Linked DNA regions of Mus musculus: regions 2, 3, 4 and 5 are each linked to region 1. Evidence: chromatin contacts called from public HiCAR-type, HiChIP or PLAC-seq and promoter capture Hi-C data. All regions are on one chromosome and are shown on one strand. Each heading gives the region's core, a stretch centred on a gene start, on an enhancer-like site or on the middle of the called end of the contact. The rest is flanking DNA. Distances are from core to core; before and after follow the strand shown. Region 1 holds the start of Naf1 (nuclear assembly factor 1 ribonucleoprotein). Region 2 holds the start of Msmo1 (methylsterol monoxygenase 1). Region 3 holds the start of Atp6v1b2 (ATPase, H+ transporting, lysosomal V1 subunit B2). Region 4 holds the start of Zfp930 (zinc finger protein 930). Region 5 holds the start of Klhl2 (kelch-like 2, Mayven).

Region 1 (5,649 bases), core at 2,474-4,973:
CACCCTTGCTGTTAAGCCCAATGAACTGAGGTCAATCCCTAGAATCCACATGGAGGAAGACAACGAGAACTGGCTCTTTTAAGTTTTCCTATGGCCCCCATATGTACCTGCCCATACACATGCACACACACAAAATAGATGTTTCAAAAAGTCTTCATAATATTTGTTATAGGGGCATGGTGGCACACGCCTTTAATCCCAGCATTTGGGAGGCAGAGGCAGGCGGATTTCTGAGTTCAAGGCCAGCCTGGTCTACAAAGTGAGTTCCAGGACAGGCAGGGCTATACAGAGAAACCCTGTCTTGAAAAACAAAACAAAACAAAACAAAACAAAACAAAACAAAACAAAACAAAACAAAACAATATTTGTTATAATCTGGACAAGAAAGAAATATCTATAATAGTTAGACAAAGTTCTTAGGTCCATAAGACTTCATTTTTCAGGAGAAAAAGAAACAATAAGGGATAATAAATATAGTAGCTAGTACCTAATTTCATAGGTATAACTTGAAGATATTGGTCAGAGAAAAATAAGCATTAATTTAGGCAGTGACTACTGCTTAAGTACCAAGGTTGAGTGCGGAGGGTCTCTTCTGGAGTGTTACAGTTACCTGGGAACAATGAGCAAATAGTCCCTGCTCTTATACCAGCAAAGGGAAAAGGTCAGATATGGAGAATAAGTCTGCTAGGCTGAAGGACTTCTCAACCAGAATCCATGGGTCACAAGAGAGGGGGAGAGAGCAGAAGACAAAAATAAGAGAGTAAATTGCATCCAGTTCAAGATCAAATGGAGCTTGAAACCTAAGCTGGGCATTAAGGTTGGTTATTTTTGTTTGCTTGTTATTCAGTTCTTCCTTGTGCACTTTTCCTGTTTTCTCAGATTAACATATTCATGGATCTCTTTAAAGGCCTAGCTCATCACCCTAATGTAAAAGCCTGCTATAGTGCTGGGCGGGTATGGGGTGGTATGGGGTGGTCCTGGGGCTCCCTATCTATCTTGGGGGCCACTTTGTTTCCATTTCTGTTAAAGATGATCTTAGACATGGCTGGAATGCACCTGTTTTCTTCTGGTCTGACAAGATATAAACCAGACAGTGTAAGGCTAGGGTGTGGCTCAGTGGTAGAGTTCATCAATAACCTATTAGGTCCTACCTTCACTCTCCAAAGTGGCAAGGAAAGACATGGGTGACCCAGCCCATGGGACAGATATAGTCAGATATGGTAGCTTGATAATCCTTTTCCCTCTTATTGTTGTGGGGCAGTTACAAAATATCAGCTTCACTGAGAAAAGTCTGAGCTTTCCTTAGAAGGATTAGCTTTGTTTTAAGGTTCAAAAAAGTTGCATCTGTGTGGGAGAAGTCTTGTTTTCTGGAAATCTCTGAGGCCAGCAGCCTCACACTGCTAAATGGTCTGTAGCGAGGACCTTTGAAATATGCTTGAGCCAGGTTTATGGCTACTGAGAGTATTATAGTTACGTTACTTCCCAGACTGCACACTGCAGTTTCTTACCTTCTTCTACTTCACAAATATCTCTTGTTTTCCAACTTATCTTTTTTACTGAACTATGAATTCCTTCTGAGGAGGATTGTGATTCATTAGTCTTCTTATACAAGCAAGCTATACAGCAGTGCATAGCTCAAAACAATGCTAAGTAAACAATTTTGGAATGAGCAGATGAGTTCTGGAATTCTCCTTGAGCTCTGCTTCTGATCCTAACTCTTTATTGATTGCTTGTCTTGTATCTTTAAATTTCCTTTAGCATTTTCAATTGACTACGATGTTTTTTTCTGAGTCAATTTTAAACAGTCATTAGCATTTTTTCAACTTCTCCAGTTTTACAGGTGTCTTAATCAGGGTTTCTATTCCTGCACAAACATCATGACCAGGAAGCAAGTTGGGGAGGAAAGAATGTACTCAGCTTACACTTCCATACTGCTGTTCATCACTAAAGGAAGTCAGGACTGGAACTCAAGCAGGTCAGGAAGCAGGAGCTGATGCAGAGGCCATGGAGGGATGTTAGTTACTGGCTTGCTTCCCCTGGCTTGCTCAGCTTGCTTTCTTATAGAACCTAAGATTACTACCAGCCCAGGCATGGCACCACCTACGAGGTGTCCTCCCCCCTGTATCACTAATTGAGAAAATGCCTTAAAACTGGATCCCATGAAGGCATTTCCTCCTTTCTCTGAGATAACTCCAGCTTGTGTCAAGTTGACACAAAACCAGCAAGTACAATAGATAACATCAACTTCTTTGTTCTTTCCTAGGTCACAAATTTTCTAGTACCTTGTTAAGGTCTTAAGATTTTGAATTGTCATTTATTCTACCTCATTGACTTAACCCCTAGTTTAGACTGCAATCATCTAATTTCTGAAAAAAATATAACATTTTGCTGCCCACAGAAATATTCTAAATAACATGTTGTCTCTTCTAAAATTCAGCTGTGTATCTCTACATATCAGTCATTATCAATGATACATATTATTCATAAATCCATGCTTTGGTTCACTTTGCAGGGGTATCTGTACAATGAATGCATGCTAGACAAGTCTTGCTTCTCTATACCATCTTATTTAATGTTCTATAAACTAAATGAGATAGTATTTTTGTCTGTATTCTACAGGTAAGTAAGATTTAGTTACACCCGGTTGCATATTTCAAGAAAAATGATAGAATTGGGGTTTTAGGATATGAGTATTTACTTGGGAAATATTGCCTTAGTACCTACCGTCTTGGATTTCTATTTCATCTGGAAGGGTTTCCAGGACACAGCCCACCAATTTTAACTTTCCATTGTTGTGCCTTTGAACAGTCTATTCTATACTTCAATTCTCTGCCAAGGATTCACCTTTGCTTTTAAAACTCACATTGGATTGTAAGCATTGTAATGTGCAGGAATGCCTGGATTGCTTCTTCTTTTACTTTAACTGAGAGTCTTCTATGGAGCTCCTACAATCAATTGTCAGTAAATAACATATAAAATTTTACATAGTCCTTCATGAATATGTATGCCTACTAAGTTGTTGCAATATTATTAGGTGAGACATTGATGCATCAAATTGAAGACCCAGAAAACCAGAAAAGTTTGATCTTTTCCTAAATCTTCTTTTGTAGTCTTGGCCTGTCCTGGAACTAGCTCAGTAGACCAGGCTGGCATCAAAATCACAGAGATCCACCTACCTCTGCCTCCTGAGTGCTGGGAATAAAAGCATGCACCAACACCTGGCGATAACTCCCCAAGTCTTAAGAACTTGGTGCTTGAGTGCCTTACAATCTGACGAAAAGATCTCCAGATTAAAATGCTACATTTTAGAGTCACCCCACACTTCCTATGAAGCAGCATCAACTATGATATAGCCCTGCCATAACATTATCAGTAAAATCCTTTACAACTCTTGTCTTTTCAATATACTGGAGAAAGAAAAGTATTGTTTTTTCTCTCACGGTGAGAATGTAAATGTGGTTTTATTTTCATTTAACTTTCAAGATAAATTACTAAAAGCGTCTTTTGAAGACGTTCTGACTCAAGATTCTCAAGTACAGAAACTAGTACTATAATCCTCATTCATTCCCACCACGCCTGGAAGCCCTCGCTTTAGTGAGCAGCACAGTTCACCAGAAGCAGTGAACTTGGCGGACTTAGGACCGCGCGGAAGCCAAGTTTCCTCCATAGTTGGAATCCTTCAGCCCCTGGGAACCGGCGTCTCGTTCATGACGTCACCGGCCCTCCCGGAAGTCCCGTGAATGATGCCGGGGGCGTGTCCTCAGGTCGGTCCGCGTGCGGTTACCTGAGAAACGCGCGGGCTTCAGCGTGGCCGAGTTGGCTAGCTTGGCTTCTGAGGAGACCCTCGCGCTGCTCTGCGGCCCGGGCGGCGCCATGGAGGTGGTGGAGGCCGCCGCGCAGCTGCAGACGCTCAAGTTCGGCGGCTCCGGCCAGGGGTCGGCAGCACCGCAGCCACCTGAGGATCGCCGGGAGGCCCCGCCGCCGGGGGTGCAGCCGCCGCCGCCAGCCCCGAGCTCGGATCCCGGCGGAAGACCACCGCCGCTGCCAGCCCCGAGCTCGGATCCCGGCGGAAGACCACCGCCGCTGCCAGCCCCGAACTCGGATCCCGGCGGAAGACCACCGCCGCTGCCAGCCCCGAGCTCGGATCCCGGCGGAAGACCACCGCCGCTGCCAGCCCCGAACTCGGATCCCGGCGGAAGACCACCGCCGCTGCCAGCCCCGAGCTCGGATCCCGGCGGAAGACCACCGCCGCTGCCAGCCCCGAACTCGGATCCCGGCGGAAGACCACCGCCGCCGCCAGCCCCGAGCTCGGATCCCGGCGGAAGACCACCGCCGCCGCCAGCCCCGAACTGGGATGCGGGCGGAAGACCACCACCGCCGCCAGCCCCGAACTCGGATCCCGGCGGAAGACCGACTCCGCCGCTGCCAGCCCTGAACTGGGATGCGGGCGGAAGACCACCGCCGCCGGGCGGGGCCTGGGTCACCGGCCGGAACGCCGCGGAGCCGCCGCCAGTGCTGCAGGCCTCGGACTCCTCGGACTCGGATTCGGACAGGTCGAGTGCACGAGAGGCCGGAGGGGGGCCGGGGACACGGGGCCTGGGGAGCGGGGCGCGCGGGCGTGCTCTGCGGGGCGGCGCAGCCGAGCTCCGTGCCACGTGCTCTCTGGGAGCTGGGACCCCGGGCTCGCCGGAGTGCTTCCCATGGTCCCAGCTACTTCTAGGAGTTCCCGCTTCCTTTCCAAACGTGATAGTCCCCAAAGTTACACGTGAAGTTAGTCACATGTTTGCAGTGTAGAAGCCTCGACGTTGGTAGATTATTTGTAAAATTACTCTGCTATGTTATTACCATAGGAACTCAGTTTAACATGTGCATTGGGGTTAGAAATTCTGACTCTTGTTTCAGTTCAGAATTGCTACGTTTTTCGTCGAGACTACTTTTTTGAGACCTCAGGAGTTAAGGGTCAGGAACAGGATTACCTTATGTTTCAAACTTCATTGCCCCCCTTTCCAGCGAGGATCTGGTGTAGCCCAGACTGGTCTGTAGCCTGGGAGGCTGACGTTGAACTCCTTGGTCCTCCTGTCTCCACCCTCCCAAGTGCAGGGTTGTACAACCATCCACTACTGTTCTCTACAAGTTGCTTCTTGACAGTTAATGGTATTCTGTAGACTCTTCATAGGGAGCTGGGTTCTATGAAATTTGCAAACCAGTTTCTTGGTATTTGGGGCTCTGTGCTTTACACAGACATTTCCTCTGTGTGTTGTTCATTTGTGGAAGAAGGCCCAGAACATAGAAGGCTATCAAACTACAAATGTTTGAGTAAGCATGGGGTGAGGGGGTTTCGGGAGATGGAACACTTTTAGGAAACCACTGAGAGAGGCAAGGGAGAATGGTTTCTACAAAAAGGAGAAGGTGTGAAGAGATTGGTGGAGGGAGCTAAGCCAATTATGAACAGCTTGGTTTTTTGGCAGTTCTAAGATGGTAGTCATCTTGTAAGCAGAGCCTGCACTATTGGGGAACAGATACAGGGGGTCGATCAGGAGCCAGAGTTGGAAAGGAAGCATGGGATACAGTCAGTAGTATTGGGAATTGACTTGTGACCCGTGTGGCAGAGGATACTACCTGTGTGCTAGGTAGATAATGTTTTGTTAA
Region 2 (5,327 bases), core at 1,651-4,150, 2.1 Mb before region 1:
CTGTCCTGGAACTCAAGTCAGTGGAACAGGCTAACCTTGAACTCCCAGAGATCCACCTGCCTCTGCCTCTCTACTTCCTAAGTGTGTATCTTACCAAGGACATGGCTCTCCTTTATCCTTTTTCATTTCGTGTCCTTCATGTTCGCAGGAAGCCCACTTTCTTCATTCTAAAAATACCTGCATGGGACTGGAGACTGGGTCAGCAGTGAGGAGCACTTGTTGCTCTTGCTGCAGAGGGCCTAGATTCAGTTCCCAGCACCCACATGGTTGCACACACCATACAGAACTCCAGTTCCAAGGGATCTGATGCCTTCTTCTCACACCAAGGGTACCAAGCTTCCACGAACAGAGATGTAGGCAAAACACTTGGTATACATAAAATAGGCAATTTTTAATTAAAATTTTTTATAAAATAAAATCACATTCAAATCTTGGTGAGTTTCAACTTGGCTTGAGTGAGATAGTGTCTAGAAAAAGAGGGGGGGAGGAGAATAAAGGAAGGGAGGGGAGGGAAAGGAAGGGAGAGGAGGAGGCAGACAAGAATTCCTTATCTCCTGTCATCTCTTCTAAGCCACCTTACCCTTCTTACAATGAAAGTCCAGATTGAAAGTCCCACCCTCCTCCACCCACACAGGTTTCTTACCACTGAGATCCCCACCCACCCGAAGATTTTGTCAACCCTCTACTACAAAATTACAAAACACAAGACTATTGTACCAATCTCCATTTTTCCTGAGGTCAATACCAAATTTGACAATGACCAAATGAACACTGACGTCCTTGCTACACGTCCCAGATCTTATGGAATGATAAAATTCTGAGCCATAGTTTTATCAAAAAAAAAAAATTCCTCAATAATAATTTGTCAAGAGGGGGCTGGTGAGATGGCTCAGCAGTTAAGAGCACTGACTGCTCTTCCAGAGGTCCTGAGTTCAATTCCTAGCAACTACATGGTGGCTCACAACCATTTGTAATGGGATCTGATGCCCTTTTCTGATGTATCTGAAGACAGCTACAATGTAATCATATAACTTATAAATAAAACTAAAAAAAAAAAAATTGCCACCAGGCAGTGGTGCTGCAATGCCTTTAAACCTAGCACTTGGGAGTCAGGGGCAGAGTGAGTTCCAGGACAGCCAAGGCTATACAGAGAAACCCTGTCTCAAAAAAAAAAAAGACAATAATATTAATAATAATACTATAATAATAATTTGTCAGGAAACCTCAATAAATATCATGTTAAGCACTGAACATAAGACCTGGCACACAGCATCTAAAATAAGCTAACAATTATTGAGCACCTTCTGCATACCCAGTATATGCTGTCATTTTAAGCTAAACCCTTGCCTCGCTGTGAAATAGAGGAACTTCTATGATCCTTGGTTTTCAAATGATGAGCTGAGGCTTAGGATAAATGAATAACAGTACAAAGTTGCACGGATGGGGAGTGGAGGAGTACAGCTTACCCAGGCCCCCTGAAAAGGCTGCTCACACTGGCGGTATGTTCTCACTCCCCATCGTTTTCTATTTCTATCCGTATGCTCAACTTACTCTTAAAAAAAATTTCACAAAGTGCCCCAGGTCTGTCTGTCTCTCTCTCTCTCTCCTCTCTCTCCTCTCTCTCTCTCTCTCTCTCTCTCTCTCTCTCTCTCTCTCTCTCTCTCTCTCTCTCTCTCTCTGCCTGTCTCTCTGTGTCTCAAGATCTGTGTCTTAAGTTGGGCTTAAAACTATGAAACTAAGGACGACCTTGAACTCCTGATACCCTGCTGAGATTACCAGTGTTCGCCCACACACTCAGCAACCATCAAGATTTGACATTTCTCCATTTGACATTTTTCCTAGTCTCATGGAATGCTGGTTGATACCCATCATCTGTAACTCTTATCCTGATTTAGATTCTGATTACCCAAAAGGCTGCTGGCCTGGATCAAACTTGAATGCATCCTACAGTGCCTCAGGTGCCCATCGCAAACACGCTTTAATGCCTAACTTGAGAAACTTCATCACCTCCAAAAGAGCTGTTCTAGTCTCTAACTCGGCATCCTCGACTAAGTCTCCCAACTTCCACACAATGCTGAGACAGCGTTCAGTTACCTCAAGTTCACGCTCCGTAATGAGGAGAGGAAAACAGGGCATGTAGTTTTAAACAAAGTGTCAGATAAAGTGATCAGACAGGAGAGGGGAAAGCAGGCTTTGCTGAAATGAATATCCTGCCTTTTCAGTTTTGAGCAGCCTGCTTGCCTGGAAATTCGATCTGAATCAGGTAGACTAGATCCTCGGATTTCAAAAAATAAAAAGGATGAAAAAAAAAATGTATTCGTAGGATAACTTAACTCCTGGCTGACGATCCCAGCCCCTCTTTCGGCACTGCAGCTTAGAGAAGCCTTAGGCACAGGGTCAGGATCCATTTAAACATAAGTTTAAACCTTCATGGTTCAAGCGCGGGTAATTCTCCTAATGTGAAGCCCAGACCTCTCGTCCATGCACCCCTCTCTCACATGGAGCCACATCCTACAATACCTCTGGGACAGCTTCCTAGATCCACAAACACAGAACACACCCTACTCCCCCACTTGGTGATGGTGTTTTTGTAAAAAGTTTTTAAGACTCAAGTCAATGAACCAGACTCCAGGTGATTGCAAACTCTTTAAAGGGCAGGAAGTGTTGTCATTCCAGTTGCATCACTTGAGAACCTAGGCTCCTTGCCTGGAGTCTCGCACAGCCCACCCAGGTTCTTCCCACCGCATCCTTACCGGCCTCAGCCGGACACCACCCTGCTGGTCCCCGTCTCAGTCGCCCTCCACCCGGATCAGGCTAGAGAGCGCCTTACCTGGCGTCCCCGCGACAGACAGCGGTCTAAGCGCAAGTCCTGGCAGGTGCAGCGGCCTCCTCACTACCTCTGCCGGCTCAGGGGCAGGGCCCGGAGGCCGGGCCCCGGCTCGCCTGTCGTAATTGGTCCGCCCCACTCCCGCCCTGCCTTCGCCGTGCAGTGATTGGTCCGTGCTAAGGCCCGGCAGCGTGTGACTCAAGTCAACGAAGCCCTAGCGGCGCCAGTCATTGGCTGCGCGGATGGAGTGAGAATAGTGAGACCCGCGCGGCCAGCCAGTCGTCCGCGCGGCAGCGCAGCTGGAGGCGGGGCGCCGCGCGAGCGCGTGACGGCGTGACGGGGCGGGGCAGCCGCGCGGACCCGGCGTCGCCTTGGCAACCAAGCGGTGGGTTCCTAGGCGCCCAGTGCTGTGGGTGCGCTGGGTTGTAGCATCTTGCTACTCACATTGGCTTGGCTTCATCCAGAACCCGGGGAAAAAAGTGGTATATATGTTTTAAAGACTGATTTGAGTTTTTGGTCTTGCTTTCCTGTAGTTTATTCTGGATTTCGATCTTTCTTTTTTTTTTGAAAATGACACTTATTTCTTATTATTTATACTAGTATGAATACTACATTTATTTTCACTTTAAACTGGTCCACATATCATATAGTTTAGTTATAATAGTTTGAATTCCATTATAAATAATTAATTTTTACATACTAAATTTATTCTTCAAATTTATTAATGTATCCTTTTTCTTACACTCACAGAGCCAGAGACACAGAAAGCTAGAGAGACAGAGAGATAGACAGATAGGTATGATGGGGCTTGAGGGAGTTATAGTTGGGGAATGAGGGGAAAATATGGTCAAGATAAACTGTATAGATGGATGACATTTTCAAATAATATAAAATAATAAAAACAAAATCAGTGATGTAAGTTGGATTTTTTTTAGGCTACCCTGGAGTTTTTAAAAAAATCACTTTCTAATATTTATTGTAATCAGATTAATAAAACTAGGAATTAAATTTTCATGTTAATAATATTTTTGAGACATAAATATGAAAATGATATTAAGGTAACCTGACAATTTATATGTAATGGACAATTTTGTGTATTAGATTTCGATCTTCCTTAAGACAGGTCTCGAGTTATAGTCTGGCCTTTGAGCTGGATACGTAACCTAAGGACGGCCTTGACCTCTAGTCCTCAGGCCTTGGATCATCCATCTTGCCCCCCACGTACTTTAATAAGTGAAGCTTTTTTCAAAGTTCTATTCTTTTTATCTCATTTAGTGTCTGTCTGTGAGTGTGTGTTCACAAGGGGAGTTTGTGCTTCCTTCTGCTTTGTGCTGCTGAGGGTTAACCTCATACGCTCAGGCTTGTGCTGACTGAGCCTGGCAACTATCTTTTAATAAATCTCTGCACATGGACCATAGGGTACTAGTGCAATATAGATCCTGCAATAGCTGAGGGATGCCAGCATTTCCCGTGTTGCAGATTGAGAACAAAGCTCAGAGAGGCTAGGGGGAGGGGCACATGTATGCTGAGGCCCTGGCAAGGCAGCTCAGGGGTAGAGTTTATGCTTAACATTCTAGGGGGCTGAGTTCCACAGGTAGAAATTGGTTCTAAGTCAAGGGAGTTATCTGCTCCCTAGGTGTCAAGACCTGGACCTAAACCAGCAGATGAGCTAAGAACCAAGCCTGTGTAACGCTAGTGTGAGTGCCCAAAGACAGGAGCGCTTAGACTACAGCTCTAGGCTCCTTTTACACCACTTGTGAAAGCCTATCTAGAGATAATGTGGTGACAGGAAGCCAATCTTTTCCTTAAAGAAGGTGTCCCAGAAAAACCACAACGACAAAATACCATATCCACTGTGGTGGTGTAACCCAGGCACTTGGCAGATCGGACCAGGAGGATCAGAATTCAAGGTCAGCTTTGTCTACGTAACGTGTTCAAGGCCAATCAGGCTGCATGAGGAGGCCCTATCTCAAAACAAGAATAACCTTCCCCCACCGTACCCCCAACCCCCACCCCGAAGCAGGAGGATTGTTCTGAGTATGAGGCCAAGCTGGGGTATTTAACATGATTTTTTTTTTTTTTGAGACTGGGACTCATTATGTAACTCTAGCCAGCCTTGAACAGAGATCCACCTACCTCTGCCAATCATTTAATAAAAAATTGCACAAGGGCATCATTGAGGCCAGCCCTGCTCCCATCTACATGAAAAGTATACATTTTCATTGAAGTGCACACTGTGTGCAAGCTATCCTAGAATTTCTATAGAAAGATGTCATTCTCCCCCCCCCCCCCCTTTCTGCATGGAACTAACTGTCTTCCCTTCCCTGCAATTCTGGCTTGATCTTCTGAACAAGTTCCATTGATGGGTGTTTCTGGGGAATCCAGTGTACCTTGTACTCATGGCTAAGTGTTCCATGCCTTTAGCTCACATATTCTTTATAAAGTGTGGAGGCAGGCAGGTCACCTCAAAGGAAAAGAACGTGTCTCTTGTGAGGTTAAG
Region 3 (5,073 bases), core at 350-2,849, 2.2 Mb after region 1:
ATCAGCTGACTGACTTTTAGTTGAAATGCTTGGGAGCAGGAATGCTTTAGATCTCAAATTTCTTATTTTGCCTTTTTTTAAAAAGATTTTTAAAAGATTTATTTATTTTATGTATATGAGTACACTGTAGCTGTCTTCAGACACACCAGAAGAGTGCATCTGACCCCATTAGACTGGCTTTCAGTAAGGTTTATAACTTATCATCAGTGAGCCACCATGTGGTTGCTGGGAACTGAACTCAGGACCTCTGGAAGAGCAGTCAGTGCTCTTAACCACTGAGCCATTTCTCCAGCCTCTCAAATTTCTTTTTTTTTTAATTGTGAAATATTTACATAATATGTCTTGTATATAGGCTGTAAGTCTATAGATAAAACTCATTTATATTCCATACATACCTCACATATATAGCCCAAAGGGAATTTTATAACAACATAGTAATTGGGCTGGAGAGGTGGCTCAGCGGTTAAGAGCACTGGCTGATCTTCCTGAGTTCAAATCCCAGAACCCACATGTGGCTCACAACCATCATGATGGGATCCGAAGTCCTCTTCTGGTGTGTCTAAAGACAGTAACAGTGTGCTCACATACATACAAATAAATAAATCTTTAAAAACAAAACAACAACATAGTAATTTTGTGAATGAGGCAAAGATCCATGCTTCCCAAACTGATAAGTTATAAACCTTACCGAAGGCCAGTCTAGACATCCTCTTGTGTATTTATCAACAAATCTATGGGGAACTAACACAAAGAAGTTTTTCAGTATGTTGCTCCGTCATAGCAAAGTTCTTGTTTTCCTCTTCTGTTCTTATATTGTAAAGAGAACAACAATCAATTTACTGTGTTGTTCGTTTCTCACAGGCTGGTTTTTCTTTTTGTTTTTTTTGTTTTGAAACATAGTTTCACTATGTAGCTCTGGCTGCCCTGGAACTCAGACCTTCCTGCCTCTGCCTCCTGAGTGCTGCGTTTAAAGGCTTGCGCCATCACACCAAGCCAACCGCTAGCTAATTTTATCACAGCCAAAGAAAAGAAACTAGAACCCTTTGTGCGTTCTAACCTCTTAACTGGTTTTCCAATCTGTTCCTAAGGTGGTCTTCCACACCATATACTCTTCGGATATGCAAGAAAGCCAAGTCTGTTCGAAAAGATCCACGAAAAAAAAAGAACTTGGTAGTAGGATAAACTGAAATAAATTTCGACACAAAGTTACCAATCATGGGACTAGGTTTTCTATCTTCTGCTTTCCAAGGTGTTTTCCACAGCTTGATTATGAACCTCAGTTGTCTGTATTTTCTTATGCACGTTTTCCTATCTCTTCCTTCCCTACATTCCAATGAATCTTTCTTTTTCTCGTGAATCCTCTCTCTTGTGTCAATTTTGCCCTCTGGCCCCTTTCGCTTCTCTTTTCCCGCTCCCAGCCTCAGATCCGCGCTCCCAGCACTCTGGTCAGCTCCCTATGCGCCTAGCATGCGCGCGCACCCTGCACCGCCCCCGCAGAGCTCCAGTCACGAGTCTGGGGGCGGGGCGCCGCCGAGAGGGCGGGGCCTCTGCCGCAGCTTCGAAGCGCGCATGGGTGGGGCCGGCCGCACGGGCCTCCCTGCTATATGTGCGCCTGCGCCGCGCTGCTGCGGGGCCAGTCGGGACGGAGGAGACAAGATGGCGTTGCGAGCGATGCGGGGAATCGTGAACGGGGCCGCACCCGAACTGCCCGTGCCCACCGGTGGGCCGATGGCCGGAGCTCGGGAGCAGGCGCTGGCGGTGAGCCGGAACTACCTATCCCAGCCTCGTCTCAGTGAGTACGGGAAAGTGAGCGTGTCCACCAAGCCCTTGGCTTGTGCTCTCACCTGTTCAGCCAGCGGGGAGGGAATGGGATTCATTTCCCCCATCGCTCAGTTCACAAGCACCTCTCCAGCTTTGCGTGAGCTTTTCCGTGACTTCGGTGGGCCGAGCGTGAGAGCACCGACTGGAACCTTCCCATGGGCTAAGTGGGCTCCTGATGATTGCCCTACCCGCTCCGAGTTCTCTGGGTATTGTCAGACACTGGTCTGTCTCTGAGGGCCACTTCTTGTCACTGTCTTCATCTGCTCCTGGCCTCATTTAAATGTCTTCGGGTCGAGGGAACGCCTACTCCGTCCCCCTTTGCCCCGTGGACCTCTGGGCAGGTGGACCGTGCAGAAGGTGTAATGTCATCGCTGATGTGGGCAGGCCCCGCGGCTAGAGGGAGATGTGGCTTATTCTGTAGGGAACCGCTTCACTGGAGGACACCTAGATACCGGAGAACCTTAGAGCTGAAAAATACCCTAGTCGTGCAGTCCCACCCTCTCGTTTTACAGGCGAGACGCCTAAGGTTCTGGAAAGGAGAAGCCATGCCTGGCTTCAGACATCTAATTATTGGGAAAAGAGGAACCAAAAATCGAGTTTCTTAATCCTTTGCTTGGTCTTCTGTTGTTTATTCGTTTACTGACCAGCTAACCAAACGCAGTTAAATGGAAGGTTGCTTTCCACTGTTATGTTCATAGGCTTAAGTGTAGTGATCATAAAAGACCTCAATAAGCCATGTTTAGACAAGCCAGTCATTCCCAAATGGCTCTTGTTGGCTGAAGCTTTCGGTTGTATAGAATCAAACCTCTTCACGGCTCCCTTAAAGCCAGGCAGAGAGCTTTGAAAGAAGACTTTTTTTTTTCCTCTTTTTTAAGTATCTGTTGTTTTCCTGAAAATAAGGTTCCATTTGCACAGGTTAATTGGCAGCTTGGCTCTGTGGGTGGCTCATTGGTTAAAAGCGTTTCAGCTGAAGGGTTTTAGCTAGGCGCCCTCCAGCCTGACTAATCCTGTCCTGAGCTGTCAGTGGGTCATGTGATAACACTGCAGCGAGGGGAAGGGAAAAAAAAAACACACACACACACACATTGGAGAGTGGATTGCTGAGGTGTGCCTTTTAAGCATTTTTTTAGAATAATTGTTAAAATTAGAGAATGCCTGTTAGGGGTTCATGTGAGCCCAAGGAAACGTCGGGAAAACTGACAGATTTATACCTGAGAATTACAGAATCTCTAGAATTGCATTTGATATGTATGCTTTGCTCTGAGCAGAGCACATAGACACTGGTGTGGCTTCTAAGGGAAAAATGTTACAAGGTTATAGTAGTCTCTTTCCATATAACAAGTCATTCAGAGCCAATTCAGGGAGTGTCGACTACTCCATGGCGAAGGTCTTAAGCCCTTCAGGGATGAGTAGTGTTTCTCCACCATATCCATGTGCTTGGCCAATATTTGAAGAGTTTGTTCATAGGAGGATTCTGCTGACTAAGCTGTCTCTAAAAGTTGCATCTTTGTATCCCCAAGTTCACAGTGTCTGACTTAGGAAGTGCTCTGTAAATCCTATAACTTGGAATTCAATTTGTCCTAATAGTTAAGCGTGTATTTTTTTTTTAATATGGATAGGGTTTTTAAAAGGGAGTTGGTATACTGCATTTAAATATCATCTTTTACTATTTTTGCCACATTTTTAGTCAAATTTAAATATTAACTCAATTTTTTATTATTAAAGTTTGATGATACTATCAAAATAATTATAATTAATTGATACACACTCTTTGGAGTAATTTTGGCAGTTGCCCTGTGAAAATCAGATCCTGTTTTAAAACAACTTCAGGATTATTAAAAATTCTAGATATTATATGTACATAATATAAGAAATTACTCAGGCTGTTAAAAAGAAACGGAAAGTAAAATATTCAGGCTGGAAATTAGTAACTAATCTGGAGCACATCATTTGACTTTCTGACATCACAAGGTAAAAAAAAAACTTTGCCCTTTTAAACGTTAAGGAAGATCAACAATATCTTCAAAGCTATTAGAGCAAAATACTATGAGCTTGGTTGGGTTCACTTTTCTTGACCCAGCCAAGCTAACCTTAAGTTTCTTATGTCACAAAGCAGATCCCTAGCAAAAACCACAAGTGACTTTCCTTGCTTTACTTCTAGAGCATGTTCAGGTTAGTTCTCTGGTCTTGCACAATTGAAGGAATGGCTTTCTTAGCATTTGTTTTGCTATGAAGGTGGTGCCTAAAGAGCTAGGGTTTATTGTGCAATGGTTTTTGCTTTAACAATGTCGCAATCCTTAATGGTGTTAGTGTTGAACAACCTCTTTCCCTGCAGAAGGAAGAACTAATCATCTGATAGATTATGTGTGCTCACAGACTCCATCCCCCCCTACATATACATATACATACACATACACATATATGTGTATGTGTATGTATTTGTATATGTACATATATCTATGTGCGTGTATGTGTGTGTGTGTATATATATATATATACACATACATCTATATGAATGAATATGATTTGAGACAGGTTTCTCTGTGTAGCTCTGGCTGTCTTGCAGCTCACTCTGTAGACCATGCTGGCCTCAATCTGCCTGCCTGTGCCTTCCAAGCGCTGGGTACAAAGGTGTGCACCACCACTGCCTAGTGCTCTTTAAAATCTCCGTAATTCCTGGGGTTTTGTTTTTGGGTGTTTTTGTTTTTTTTTTTTATTATTGAGCAAGTTGTTTTTTGTTTTGTTTTGTGTATTTGAGAACGGCTATATAGCCCTGGCAGGCCTGGAACTCACAGAGCCCTGCCTGCCTCTGCCTCTGCCTCCAGAGTGCTGGGTTTAAAGTCATTACTCTCATGCCCAGCTTGTTTGTTTTACTCAGTATCCCTGGCAGGATTGGAACTTGCTATGCAGTATTGTAGCTATCCTGTTTTTCAGCTTCTAAGTAAATCATGGTTTCTAAGTGCTACTCCATAAATTGTTTGTGTAATGTAAGCAAGTGTCTGCCGTTGCCATAAGGGTAATAATTTGTCAGTGGCTTTGCTGTTTGATGGATGTTTTTGGATGCCATACTCTGAACTGGTATCTCTTTCTAACTACCTGTGGTTATCTTAAGGAAGGATAAACAGATAGAGTTGAGAGTTAAAAGGTGGTGTGTGATGTTTTCCCTGCTAGGTTTTCATTTTGAGAACTTTCATTGACATGGAAAGGGCTGACCTTCTTATTCACAGTCTTTTGCATTAATTTCTAGTACAA
Region 4 (5,736 bases), core at 2,272-4,771, 2.3 Mb after region 1:
AGTTTTATAATAGCAAGAGAAAGGTAACTATACAGAAGTGTTCTGTGGAAGATCAGAACACAGAAAAATCTCCCCTTCCAAGTAGAGGAACCCAGGAAGGGGTGTGTTTTAACTGTAGCTCTAGAGCAGAGGTCTTACACTCTCCCAATTCCCCCATGCTCCTTTTCCTCTATTATTTAGTTTTGTTCTTCTTTCCTTGTGTGTGTGTGTGTGTTTGTGTGTGAGTGTTATATAGCACAGGCTTTCCTCAAAATTACAGTAATTTTTCTGCCTCTGTGACCTGCTTGCTGGGATTAAAGGAATGCAAAACCACACCAAGCTTGAAAAAAATAAGCTTTATGGTGCCAGGTGTCTCCCCTCACCCCTTCCTCTTTTTCTTCATTTTAAGAAAAAGTATTTCACTTGTATTTCATGTATATGGGAGTTTTGCCTGTTTATGTGACTTTGCCTCATTCCTGCTTGGTGAATTTATGGCTGCCTAGGAGGTGAACAGATTTTTTCAGATTCCTTGAAGCTGGAGTTAGGGATAGATGTGAGCTGCTGAGTGTGCTGGGAAGGAAACCTGGGTGCCCTCAGAAAATCGGCAGTGTTCTCAACTGCTCGTGTATTTTCCCATCCCTAGGTTTCTAATCTTTATAATACTTGCTGTCCAAGACAGCCTAGGTCATTAGAGGGGTTAGACTCCCACTGTTCATTAAACAGTTCAATTCATCTGTAAGTCAGAGAATCTGCCTGAGGCAGGAATACGCTCCCTAGTTGGCCACTTAATGCAATGTAATCATTCCTGAAACTATATACACACAATAAACAACAAACAAACAAACAACAACAACAACAACAGACTCAGCAGGTTGTAGTCATATATTAAGAGTGTACTTACTCATGCATGACAAGGAAGAATTTGGGAAGGGAAGGAGGGAGGACAAGGAAGGGTGTATGAGATGCAATATATTTCAATGAACAAGTACAAAAGTAAACCTTAAATTCAAAGAAGAGGGGCTGGAGAGTTGGCTCAGCAGATAAGAGCACTGAGTGCTGTCCAGAGGACCCAGGTTCCATTTCCGTAACACATGGTAGCTAACAATGTGCTGTGACTCCAATGGTTGGTATCTTCTGCCCTCTTCTGGATGCTGCCGGTACTGCGTACAGACACAACTAGGCAGATACCCAGGTAACTAAAATATAAAATAAAGGGTAGAAAAAGAAGGATTAAACCTGGATCCTCTAGAAGAGCAGCCACCTCTCTAAACTGTTGAGCCATCTCTCCAGTGCCTTGACGTGCTATTTCAGTGATGTGGATACCAATTAATGTCTAAAATCTCTCCCCATTCATTTATGAAGAAAAATACTCAACATACTCTTTGGTGTTGTCACAGTCCTAAGACAGACAGCAGCTAGGGTTAGTTAAAATGAACTCTTTCTGGTCCTGCATGGAAGCAGCTGTGGCCTTCCTCTGAGCCAGCCTGCTCAGAGGCAAAAGCATAGAATGCTCTTCTGAGCATAGAATAGCTCAGCATAGCTGTTCATCTAAGTACGTCTACTGTGCAAATAGGTGACTTTTCCTGTATGTTTGCGAGAATTGTTGCATTGATATATCTGCCTTTAAGAGCATACATCATAATTAATAGGTAGTATTGGCCATAATTAACAGGTAGTATTGGCTCCTAAGTAAGCTACATTCACAGTGTCATTTACTTGTGAGGAACCTACCTGACTTCAGTTTGAAGGCAGGAGCCATTATGCTGTATTGCTCAAAATACCCCATTTACTGATTTGCTCTATTTAAGTCTTTTTCTTGGAGCCTGATCTGCTTGACCCCTGGCCTCTTCATATTTCTGAGAACATCCTGAACATACCTGACCCTCTATGGTGACCACATTTTTGTTCCTTTGGTTGTTTATTCCTGTATTTTCTTATTGTCTCATTGTCTGTTTTCTGTAAACCTGTTTGGCAGAAGCTTGTGATTTTACTACTTAAAAGAGGCACTAGAAGTGGATTCAGGTCTGGTTTCCTTACAGCACTTAGGATCCAGTTGATGGCCAGCTCTTAGGTGGTTCAAGTTGTCTCAAAATCGTGGTAGTGGTCTTATTCTCCCTGGGTTCAATTAACATATGAGTTTCAATTATGACCTTGAGGTACAAGATGAACGTGCCAGAGACATTTCCTTCTGTCTTTTAAAATAAATTGTATATGTTCCTGTCCAACGCTGAGCTAAGAACACCACCAAATCAGGCAGAACTCTACGCGAATGTGTCCAGGCTCTCTAAAGAAAACCCCCATGCTTCCTGTCTTTTATTTTTGTTAAATGATTTCCCTGCTTTCTGCTGGTAAGAAATATTTCCAAGTTTTTCTGTCTTGTCTGTTATGATGGCTATTCTTGGTAGACAAACTGACTACAAATTAACTAAGACCCAAAAAGTTGCATATACCTGTGAGAGATTTTTCTTAATTAAAACTTATGAAGTGGGAAGACGCTTCTGGGTCTTTTGAGGCGATAAGATCCACCTTTAATCTGGGCCACACCTTCTGGTGACAGTCCACATAAATAGAGAAGAAAGAAGCTCTCTCTCTCTCTCTTTCTCTCTCTCTCTCTCTCTGCCCTATCTTTGGTTAGCAAGTTCATTCCTTTAGAGCCTCCTTCTTTGAAAATGTGGTATACAGTGAAGCCCAGCTTAGACACGCAGCCTCATGGACTGAACTACTGGATTCTTCCAATTTTAGTTGCTAGACAGCACTTGTTGGTCTAGCTGGACCACAGCCTGCGAGCCGTTTTAATAAATCCCCTTTCTACATACAGAGAGGGAAAGAGACGCTCATTTTTATCATTTCTGTTCATCTAGAGAACCTTGACTAATACAGCTGCGTTTTCTCACCTTAACTCAGAAAAATGTTAGGAATAGTGTTCATAAACAACATTCTTCCTCGAACCATTTCTTTCTAATTATTCAAGTTACCGTGGAGACTACACTTATCATTAGTGTTAATTTGTCAAGAGATAGACCTGAATTTCAGGAAGAAAACTCCTATAGGGATGGATCCACCATCCAGCCTTCTTGTGGGAGAAACACATTTCATTGTGTTTGTGATGTGGTTCCAGGTTTTCTCTCAGGATTGTCCAGTGTACCTTTGCCAGCCAGGTAGAACGTAGCTGTAGCTCACCTGACCTCACCGTGAACCCACAGAACAAACATTTGTTTTCTAAAATCTCCTTAATTATTAATATCGTGGGCACCCTTCCACTTGTGGGACAGGAGAAACACTCCACTCCACATTTTGTAATGTGCTATTTAAACTAGCTACCTTGTGTCAAGGAGGAAAAGGGGAAAGTGCCTACCACGCAAGGAAAGATAGAAGTGAAGCTACCTCAGGTCAAGAGCAAGGACTCCTGAAATGCAAATATCTGCAACAGGAAATACTGTTCTGTGCTGTTCCTTAAACTCCAACGCCAAAGGAGGGACTCTTGTCACTCAGGCCTCATCAGCCAATGAGAACCTGCAGTCGGAGCGTCATCGGGGAGGCGGGCTCTTCCGGGCGCCAGGCTCCAGGCTCCGTTCCGAAGCTGGGAAAATGCAAGCGGTTCTTTGCGTGTAACAGGATCTGTGAGGGGTGCACGCGAGCTTGGAAGCCACGCTATGGTGAGCAAGGGACCGCAGTCTTGGGAGAAGTGGGCTGCTGAGCCTCGGCATCCCTTTTGGTAGGCTACCCTTGGACTGGATGGAAGCTAGTGGGCCAGATGTGGAGTTGTATGAAGTCCCATGCGGTCTCTGTAGTTCCCTGTACCAAAGTGGTGACCTCTGAAGAACTTCACCCTGTGGGCAGCGTCTGTGTAGAGCTTTGGGGACATGGTGTGTGCGTAGAAACATCTTTGTAGCCAACATCACCGTGCTTCTTGTGCATCAGAGGACGGCAGGTTGCCGTTTTAGTTTAGCTAGCATCTCTAGAATTTCTGTTCTTCGGATTTCACATTTGGAGTTAATTTTGTGGGTATTGTGCATGGAATCTTATGTGTTGGTAGCACTCCACTATTTTGCTGAGATGATAATGCAAAGGATTTACCAATGCTTCGGAGAGAATAAGTCACACAGAGTAGAGTTTAGCTAAAGGTGGGCTGCCTCTGAAACACCCAAAGATATAGTGTATTAATGAGGTCTGTAAGAGATGAAGTGCTAGATACGCATGTTTGTTCACCAGGATTGTCTAGACATTTGGCTCCAACCATAAGGAAGGAGACAACCCTGATCTTAAACAGCCGCTAGACCGATGCCCTTAAGAAGTGGCAGGAGACCAAGAAGCTGCTCAAAGGAGCAGGTAGGGTCATGTAACCAACATTAAGGCCTGGTGTGCCATAAAAGTCCTGTTTTCTTCTTAGGCAGTGGCTGCTTTCTATGGATCCTCTTATATAGATGCAGCCAGTTGTCCTTTTGTTAGCAAGCCAGACAGCAGTATGGTCTTCACTGTAGCAGCATCAAGATCTCGGCCTGCCTGCTGTGGGCCTCTGCGTTTATTAGTTATAAGGAGCCGTCACATCATTACTACATTATCTGCTACACACAGCGCTGACCTGAGCTGGAGAGCTGACCTGAGCTAGCTGCTCCTCAGCTTAACACCCAGCTCAGTCCTCTTCTAACTTCTTAGTGTGCTCTCTATGATTTCCCACCCCAGCTTTTATCTTTTCTCCTTTATACTTTTATAATCTTTCTCAGTCTGGCATATTCACCTAGGGACCCTGACACTGAAGAATGGTCTACTGTTCCAGGATACTGGTGTACTTAAGAAATAGTCCTGGGAATACTTTGTTGTGTAAGCCTCTCTTCTGCCTAAGTAACCACTTAGCAACTTAAAATTGGACTCTCCTGTCTCTATGTGAATTGTTCAGCGTGTAACCTGGGGCCTGACGCAGCATATGTAGGATGGAAAATGTGTCCTAGGCTGGCTCCTCTTTGAGCACCAGCCAGTGCTGTATGCATGCTATTCTTCAAGAATTTTTCTTCATTAATACCTTACGTTCATCAAGTTATTTCTCTCTGGGCAGACACATTAATTCTAGAACACCTGTACCTCCTGCAGAAAAATGTTTCTGAGGCTCTGTCTGTTACATTGTTTCAGGTAGCCTTGACCCTAGATACAGACAAGTCTATATGTCCACAGGGTATATATCTTGCTGTCCACTTGACTAAAATTAAAATTCTAAAATTCTTAAATTAAGGGGTTATACCATCATAGAGTTTTAAAATGACCAATTTGAGTCACTTAGACCACAAGAATCATTTAAGCAGTAGTAAAAGGATTTGTGTGTGGAGCATGGTCTCTACTTTCAGACCAAAATAGGAGCAACAGTTTATTGTATACAGTGCAGGGGGAAATGGGGAAGGCAATAGCTAGATCACAGACTGAAGTTTAAGGCAGTCAGCTCCAGTAGTCCCATTATGAAGAAGGTCCTGATTGAAGTAGGAGGGTGGTTTTGTAATTTTTCGACATGTATTGATTCATGCCATGTGAACGAAGACAGATCAGATTGGTGGGTGTACAATTTGGGGAGGTTACCTTGAGCCAGTTGATATCGAATTTCCAGCTAAGGAACTCTCCTATGCAGATATGTGCAATCCTGGTTGAAATAGTTAAGCCAGCTCAGAGGTTTGAGATATAGGCCCTCACTGCCTGTAGCTGAGTGTGTCAGGTTACAGACCCCAGCAGCTAATATTGTGTACAGGAGCAAGGTCAATTATTAATTCTCCC
Region 5 (5,087 bases), core at 1,654-4,153, 2.0 Mb before region 1:
TAATAATTAGGAAACCCCTTCATGCAAATAACCATAAAGGCTAATATATGAAGAGTACCGCGGAAGTCAAGGCTGTTTAGCTCTCACTCCGTCTGCACAGCCCACTTACCACCTCGAATTCCCTGACTCGTTCATTGATACCTAATTTTCTTGGTTGCACATCTTTCAACCTGTGGTCTTACTATTACCTAGACCTCCAACTGAAACAGAACCTGAATGCCACACATACTCAAGTATGCAAAAAAGACAACTGGAAATACGACATATAGTGGCAATCAATGAGACTTCTCAGAAGATGAGAAAAAGTTGGAGGCAGAGTGGAAAAGGCAGAAATCAAAATGAGGAACTAAGAATGCAGGCAGAGATGCCTACCAACCCTCCAAGACAGCCTAAGGGAAGAAGGGTGAGACCAGAGAACAATGCAGCCTTGACTCTTAGAACAGAAGCCCAGACAAGCATCATGAAAAGTGCCAGGCAGAGACAGGCATCCAAGAATTTGCACACTGAATGAATTACTACACAGACACACAAGAGAATTCTGAGTCTGCTTCCATCCTATTACCTAAGGCCCTTTAAGTCCAGGTCAAACGTCTCTCTTTGCCTTGAAGCTCAGGCTAACACTCAGTGCTTAAAAAGAGGTGAGTGCTCCCAGTGAGTGCTCCTAACCTAGCTCTAGCCAGGAAGCCCCAGCAAACAACTCCCCACCCCCACCCCAAAGACCTCACCTGCAATTGCTTACAGCAGACAGCATGACCCAAGGTAAAAGGGAGTTAAAGGAAACAGACACAAAGAAGCCAGAGGGTAGGAAGCCAAGACCTGTGTGTCTAATCCATAGACACCTAAGCAGCAAGAGCACAGGCTCTAGAAGAGGGCTTGAGTCTTGGACCTACCCAATGCAAATTAAATGTCTTTGTAGCTTTAATTAAGTGCACACAAACAATGCAGAGGTCTTAGCAGCTTTCCAGCGACTGCAAGGCTACAACTGTTTCCTCCTCAGCACCCCGGGATTCCTCCACTACCTCAAGCCTCCAATCTAGTTCCAGAACTACAATCGAAGCAACAATAGCAAAAGAACAGAGCTGCTCATCTTATTCAGTTTTCCGACTTAAACCATTTTCTATGCCTTGGCTTGCTCTAGGGTCTGTTTTCCACACCCATCTTTTTTTCTTCTGAACCTTCATCCTAAGGTCCCCTGGTTCTCTCCAGTTCACTCTGCTTCCAAGGTGGGGGGTGGGGGGGCTGCTAACATGTTTCCCAGGGGGCTCAGGAAGCTTTCCCAACCTTCTGGGGAGCGTGAGCAGATCAGAGCCTCAAAGCTGCCACCATCTGCAAAGCATCTGATCCCTTGCTTTTTCTATCATTTCTATGAGCCCAGAAGGGGCAAGCCAAGACTCACCCACTCTTCAGATCCCCACGACCTGTTCCACTCAAGCTCAAAACACTGCACATACAGAAACTGTGGATCTATCATCCCATGTGATCTCATAAAAGGACTCAAAATACAAAATACAAAAAGAACAAGAAAAAGAAATGTTCAGCCCAAACCAAATATCCTTATTTTAGCTGGAATCCTGCCAAATAGGCACAAGAGGCTGGTGACGACAACGGTGATAGAAGGAAACTGGCTAGCCGAATCTCATTGAAAACCGATAAGGTTCCATGAATCAGATCGAATGAAAAGGTTCACCCTTTTTGGAGAGAGGTTTGTCTGCGGTTTGAAAGTCAGATCCAAAGGACTCTGTACTCCTTCATAAAGGTTAAACTGATGAAGGTGGCGTGGGGTGGGAGTGGGGGTGGGGAGGACGAAACGTTCAAACTCCCGAAGATTTACAGGCCACTTTTTCAAAAAACAAAAATCCTTGTACAGAATAACATCTTCCACATGATTTTTTTCTTTAAAGCTCTTATTTCTAGAAAGTAATTTTGTTGCAGGTGATCTTGAATGCACTTGGGCACCAAGGAAAAAAGACACCTGTGCCTAACAGGTCGGTAACACTACCAACGTGCCCCGGGTACCAAGGGAACGAGAGATGCTCTGATTTCTGGATAAAAGATTTTCTGCAGTGCCAGGTAGGAGATCACATGCCCTAAAACGGCCGCAGCTCATTTGGAGTGATGTAAAAGCTCCTTGGATATTAATTTTATTAGAAATTCCAAGAAGCAAGCAACCTCAGATTGCATTCATTTTAGACTCCAGGCGTCTGGTACTTTCCAGTTTCCTCTCGCTCCCTACTAGCAAGGGGTAGGCGAGATGGGCAGCAGCAGCCCATGCATTCCGGGGAGGGGGGAGGTGGGGTACCGACAGGGCGATCGTAGCCCACCACCACCACCACCACCACTCCCCGCGCGCGCACACCCCGCCAAGCCCCACGCACAGCTCCATCCCGAACGTTCAATTCGCCCCGGGACTAAGAAGCCCCTACCCACGGCCGGCCGGCCTGGCAGAGTCCGGTCCCGCGGTCGCCCCCCGGACTGCGGGCGCCGCGCCCCGTCACGCCCCGCGCCTCCCCTCGCCCGCCACCCCCCGCGATCGCGGCGTGTCCTCCGCAGCGCCGCGCGCCCTCCGCAACCGTACAGCCCTCCGCCGCGCGCCCGGGCGCCCGCTCACTCACGCGGGAGGCAGTGGCGGCGTCTCCATTGTGGCTCCTCGCGGGCTTCAGAACGCAGGCAGCGACCGCCGCCGCCAGCACCATACCAGCCGCGGACGCCGGCACTGTCCGCCCGCCCAGCCCCGTTCCATCCGCCCCGAGGGGGCGCAGCGCTCCTCACCGCGCGCCACCACCTGCGGCGGCGGCCCCCGCGGCCATGGCCCGTCGGCCCCGCGCGCTCGTGTGCCTGGCGCGGCTCCCGCGCTCCCCCGAGTGCCGGGCGGCGACGGCGGCGGCGGCGGCGGCGGGACAGGCGAGCGGGCGAGCGTGCTGCTCGGCCACTTCCGGGTTCTCCCGGCCGGCGCCGGCGCCGTGACGGGCGGGCGCTGCGGCCTCCCGCGGCGGAGGGACCCCTCCCTCGGCGCCGCCCCTTCCTCCGCGGCGTCTGGAGGAGGAGGCGGCGGGCGGACGGGCGAGCGCGCGCCCGCGGGGGAGGGAGTAGACCCGGGGCCGAGGCTGGGAGCTCGGAGGCGGGGAGGGCTCGCGCGGAAGGGGTGCTCTCCGGTGCACCGCTTGCTCTGATTCACCGGTGTGTTCACATCCTTGTCTTGGCGTCCGAGTGCCTCCCCCACCCCCGTGGGGATGCGGGGGAGGGCAGACCATTCACTGCCTTTCCGAAGGGGGAAACCGAGGCAAGACGAGATAGATCGGCCTGACCAGTGTCCCAAGCCCGAAGCTAGCGGGCGTCTTTCCTGGGTGTTCCTAATCTGGTCCTTGGACAACTGAGTTGAGCACCTGCTAGGCTGAGCTTGGGGACGTGACTGAGCAAACGTGGGTCGTTTAGCTTAGCTAGCTGCCCATCTGGACGTGATAAGAGAAACAATGAGCCCAGGATGTCCACTGGGAAGAAGAAGAAACGGCGGTGAGATAGGGCGTGCTGTTTGATGAGGAACGGTCCGGAAGGCCTCTTGGGGTATCAGTTAAACAAAGATGAATTAACATGAACCTTGAACCACTCAAGGGGTGGGTGAATGTCCAGGGCTAAGGCAAAATCAGTGAAGATCCCTGTCAGCAAGATGCCTGTCACATTGAGAAAAGGCAGGAGGGTTCCGAATTCTCCACCAATGCCTGCTAGCGGAAGAAACACCTGGGAACTTAGAGATGGGAATTCTTCAGTTCCACTCCAAACTTACTGTCTAGGCACCCTCGGGGTAGAGCCAGGATTCCAGGCTTGAAGGAAGGCAAGGTCTGAGACTCTCTACTTACTGTAACTGAGGCAGTACTAGACCATTACTGGCCAAATGGTTACCGTTAGTTGTATAAGTGATACACTCGCGGAGGGAAGGGAGCAGGCAAGTTTAGTCTAGCCAAAATACAAAAGAAAGATGGCTGAACTGGAGTCAGAGGGATTGAAAGAAGTGGTCAGATTCTAGATGATAAAGTGCTCAGTAAGAATTCCGATGGATTAGGCTTCAGGAGAAGTAGCGTCCGGAGTGAACTTAAATTTGGAAGTTGACCCATGTAGATCGTATGTACAGTCACAAGACTAGTTGAAATAAGCTCTGTAATGTAGCTACAGAAAAGACCAAGACATGATCCCTGGGCCACTCCAGCATCACACGAACGGAGTGCTTGCCTGAGGGAGCACAAGGCTCCATCCCTAGCACTGCCAATAAGTACTTAAATAAAATAATTGCAAAAGTGTTGGTGTGTGCTTATAATCCCCGCACTCAGGAGGCCAAGAAAGGGTGCTCAGTGGTGACTTGTTTTAATAAAGAAAATATGCCTTGCCGTGATTAATATCTCTGCATCGTTAGGCCATTACTGATTTGCCATGCGGAGGGCCTGCATGATGACTTCCTTATGGCTCAGACAGATCCATCACTAATAATACTTCCTTAGGATTCGTGATGGATCTGTCTGAGCCATAAGAAAAGTTCCTGCTTTATAAAGCAAAAGTCGGATGAGAAAGTGGATGTGAAGCACATACAAGCTCACTAGCAAAAGGTAAGCCTGGTACAGAATGAGTTCGAAAACTATGCCTTAGCAACCTAGTTGGACTCTGTCTCATAACAAGTTGAAATAAATTAAAGAGGGGGCTATGGCTCAGTGATAGTGCCTGGCAAATACATAGCTCTGGATTCAATCGCAGCATTGAAAAGCAATAATAATAATAATAATAATAATAATAATAATTTCTAAAGGGTGTGTCAGTGTGCGAGGCACATACTTTGAGTCATAGCCCCCATTAGATCTTCCTCTGGTTCATCTTTGTCCATCACAATTTTCTGCTAATATTCTAAATGTCTATTTTTTTTTATCACCACTCCATTTGTAGAAGTAAACCCAGAAGAGTGCTTATTTTTGTGATGTTCACACAATCATGCAGGTGCCCAAGGAGGCCAGAAAAGTAGATTGGGTTACCTGGAGATGTAATTACAAGTATTTGTAAGCCACCCAATACGGATGCTAAGAATCAAAACCCCAGCTTGCTATAAG

The links. Promoter capture Hi-C pulls out the DNA fragments that hold promoters and counts their contacts. HiCAR-type assays count read pairs that join an accessible place to other places. HiChIP or PLAC-seq counts read pairs in DNA pulled down with a chosen protein or histone mark.
Region 2: a contact with region 1 is called in an H3K27ac HiChIP or PLAC-seq map of bone marrow-derived dendritic cells, with 13 times the contacts expected there. The contact joins the promoter of Msmo1 here to the promoter of Naf1 in region 1. A contact is called at or near these places in 5 of 39 promoter capture datasets (the C10 cell line, embryonic stem cells, hippocampal neurons and 2 more), 2 of 484 Hi-C or Micro-C datasets (CD4 T cells and CD8 T cells), 3 of 115 datasets of contacts at active chromatin or transcription factors (astrocytes, bone marrow-derived dendritic cells and large pre-B cells) and 1 of 9 other capture datasets (liver).
Region 3: a HiCAR-type map of astrocytes shows a contact between it and region 1, with 4 times the contacts expected there. The contact joins the promoter of Atp6v1b2 here to the promoter of Naf1 in region 1. A contact is called at or near these places in 2 of 39 promoter capture datasets (hippocampal neurons and pre-B cells), 1 of 484 Hi-C or Micro-C datasets (CD4 T cells) and 1 of 115 datasets of contacts at active chromatin or transcription factors (astrocytes).
Region 4: a HiCAR-type map of astrocytes shows a contact between it and region 1, with 2.9 times the contacts expected there. The contact joins the promoter of Zfp930 here to the promoter of Naf1 in region 1. A contact is called at or near these places in 1 of 484 Hi-C or Micro-C datasets (CD4 T cells) and 1 of 115 datasets of contacts at active chromatin or transcription factors (astrocytes).
Region 5: a promoter capture Hi-C map of liver shows a contact between it and region 1, with 2.4 times the contacts expected there. The contact joins the promoter of Klhl2 here to the promoter of Naf1 in region 1. A contact is called at or near these places in 3 of 39 promoter capture datasets (hippocampal neurons, liver and pre-B cells), 1 of 484 Hi-C or Micro-C datasets (LSK cells) and 3 of 115 datasets of contacts at active chromatin or transcription factors (astrocytes, large pre-B cells and pro-B cells).

What each region holds. Positions count from the first base shown.
Region 1 is chr8:66,856,494-66,862,142 of GRCm38.p6, forward strand. It overlaps Naf1 (nuclear assembly factor 1 ribonucleoprotein), which reads left to right and starts at 3,724. Exons shown (of 8, transcript NM_001163564.1): 1 at 3,724-4,553. The coding sequence starts at 3,874.
Region 2 is chr8:64,730,678-64,736,004 of GRCm38.p6, forward strand. It overlaps Msmo1 (methylsterol monoxygenase 1), which reads right to left and starts at 2,901. Exons shown (of 6, transcript NM_025436.3): 1 at 2,831-2,901.
Region 3 is chr8:69,087,137-69,092,209 of GRCm38.p6, forward strand. Atp6v1b2 (ATPase, H+ transporting, lysosomal V1 subunit B2) reads left to right here and starts at 1,600. Exons shown (of 14, transcript NM_007509.3): 1 at 1,600-1,792. The coding sequence starts at 1,657. Slc18a1 (solute carrier family 18 (vesicular monoamine), member 1) reads right to left here and starts at 2,086. Exons shown (of 17, transcript NM_153054.2): 1 at 1,845-2,086.
Region 4 is chr8:69,205,525-69,211,260 of GRCm38.p6, forward strand. It overlaps Zfp930 (zinc finger protein 930), which reads left to right and starts at 3,522. Exons shown (of 4, transcript NM_001013379.2): 1 at 3,522-3,635. The coding sequence starts at 3,633. Gm39188 (a long non-coding RNA gene) reads right to left here and starts at 3,473. Exons shown (of 2, transcript XR_870488.3): 1 at 3,335-3,473; 2 at 852-1,175.
Region 5 is chr8:64,847,021-64,852,107 of GRCm38.p6, forward strand. Klhl2 (kelch-like 2, Mayven) reads right to left here and starts at 2,904. Exons shown (of 15, transcript NM_178633.3): 1 at 2,613-2,904. The coding sequence starts at 2,638.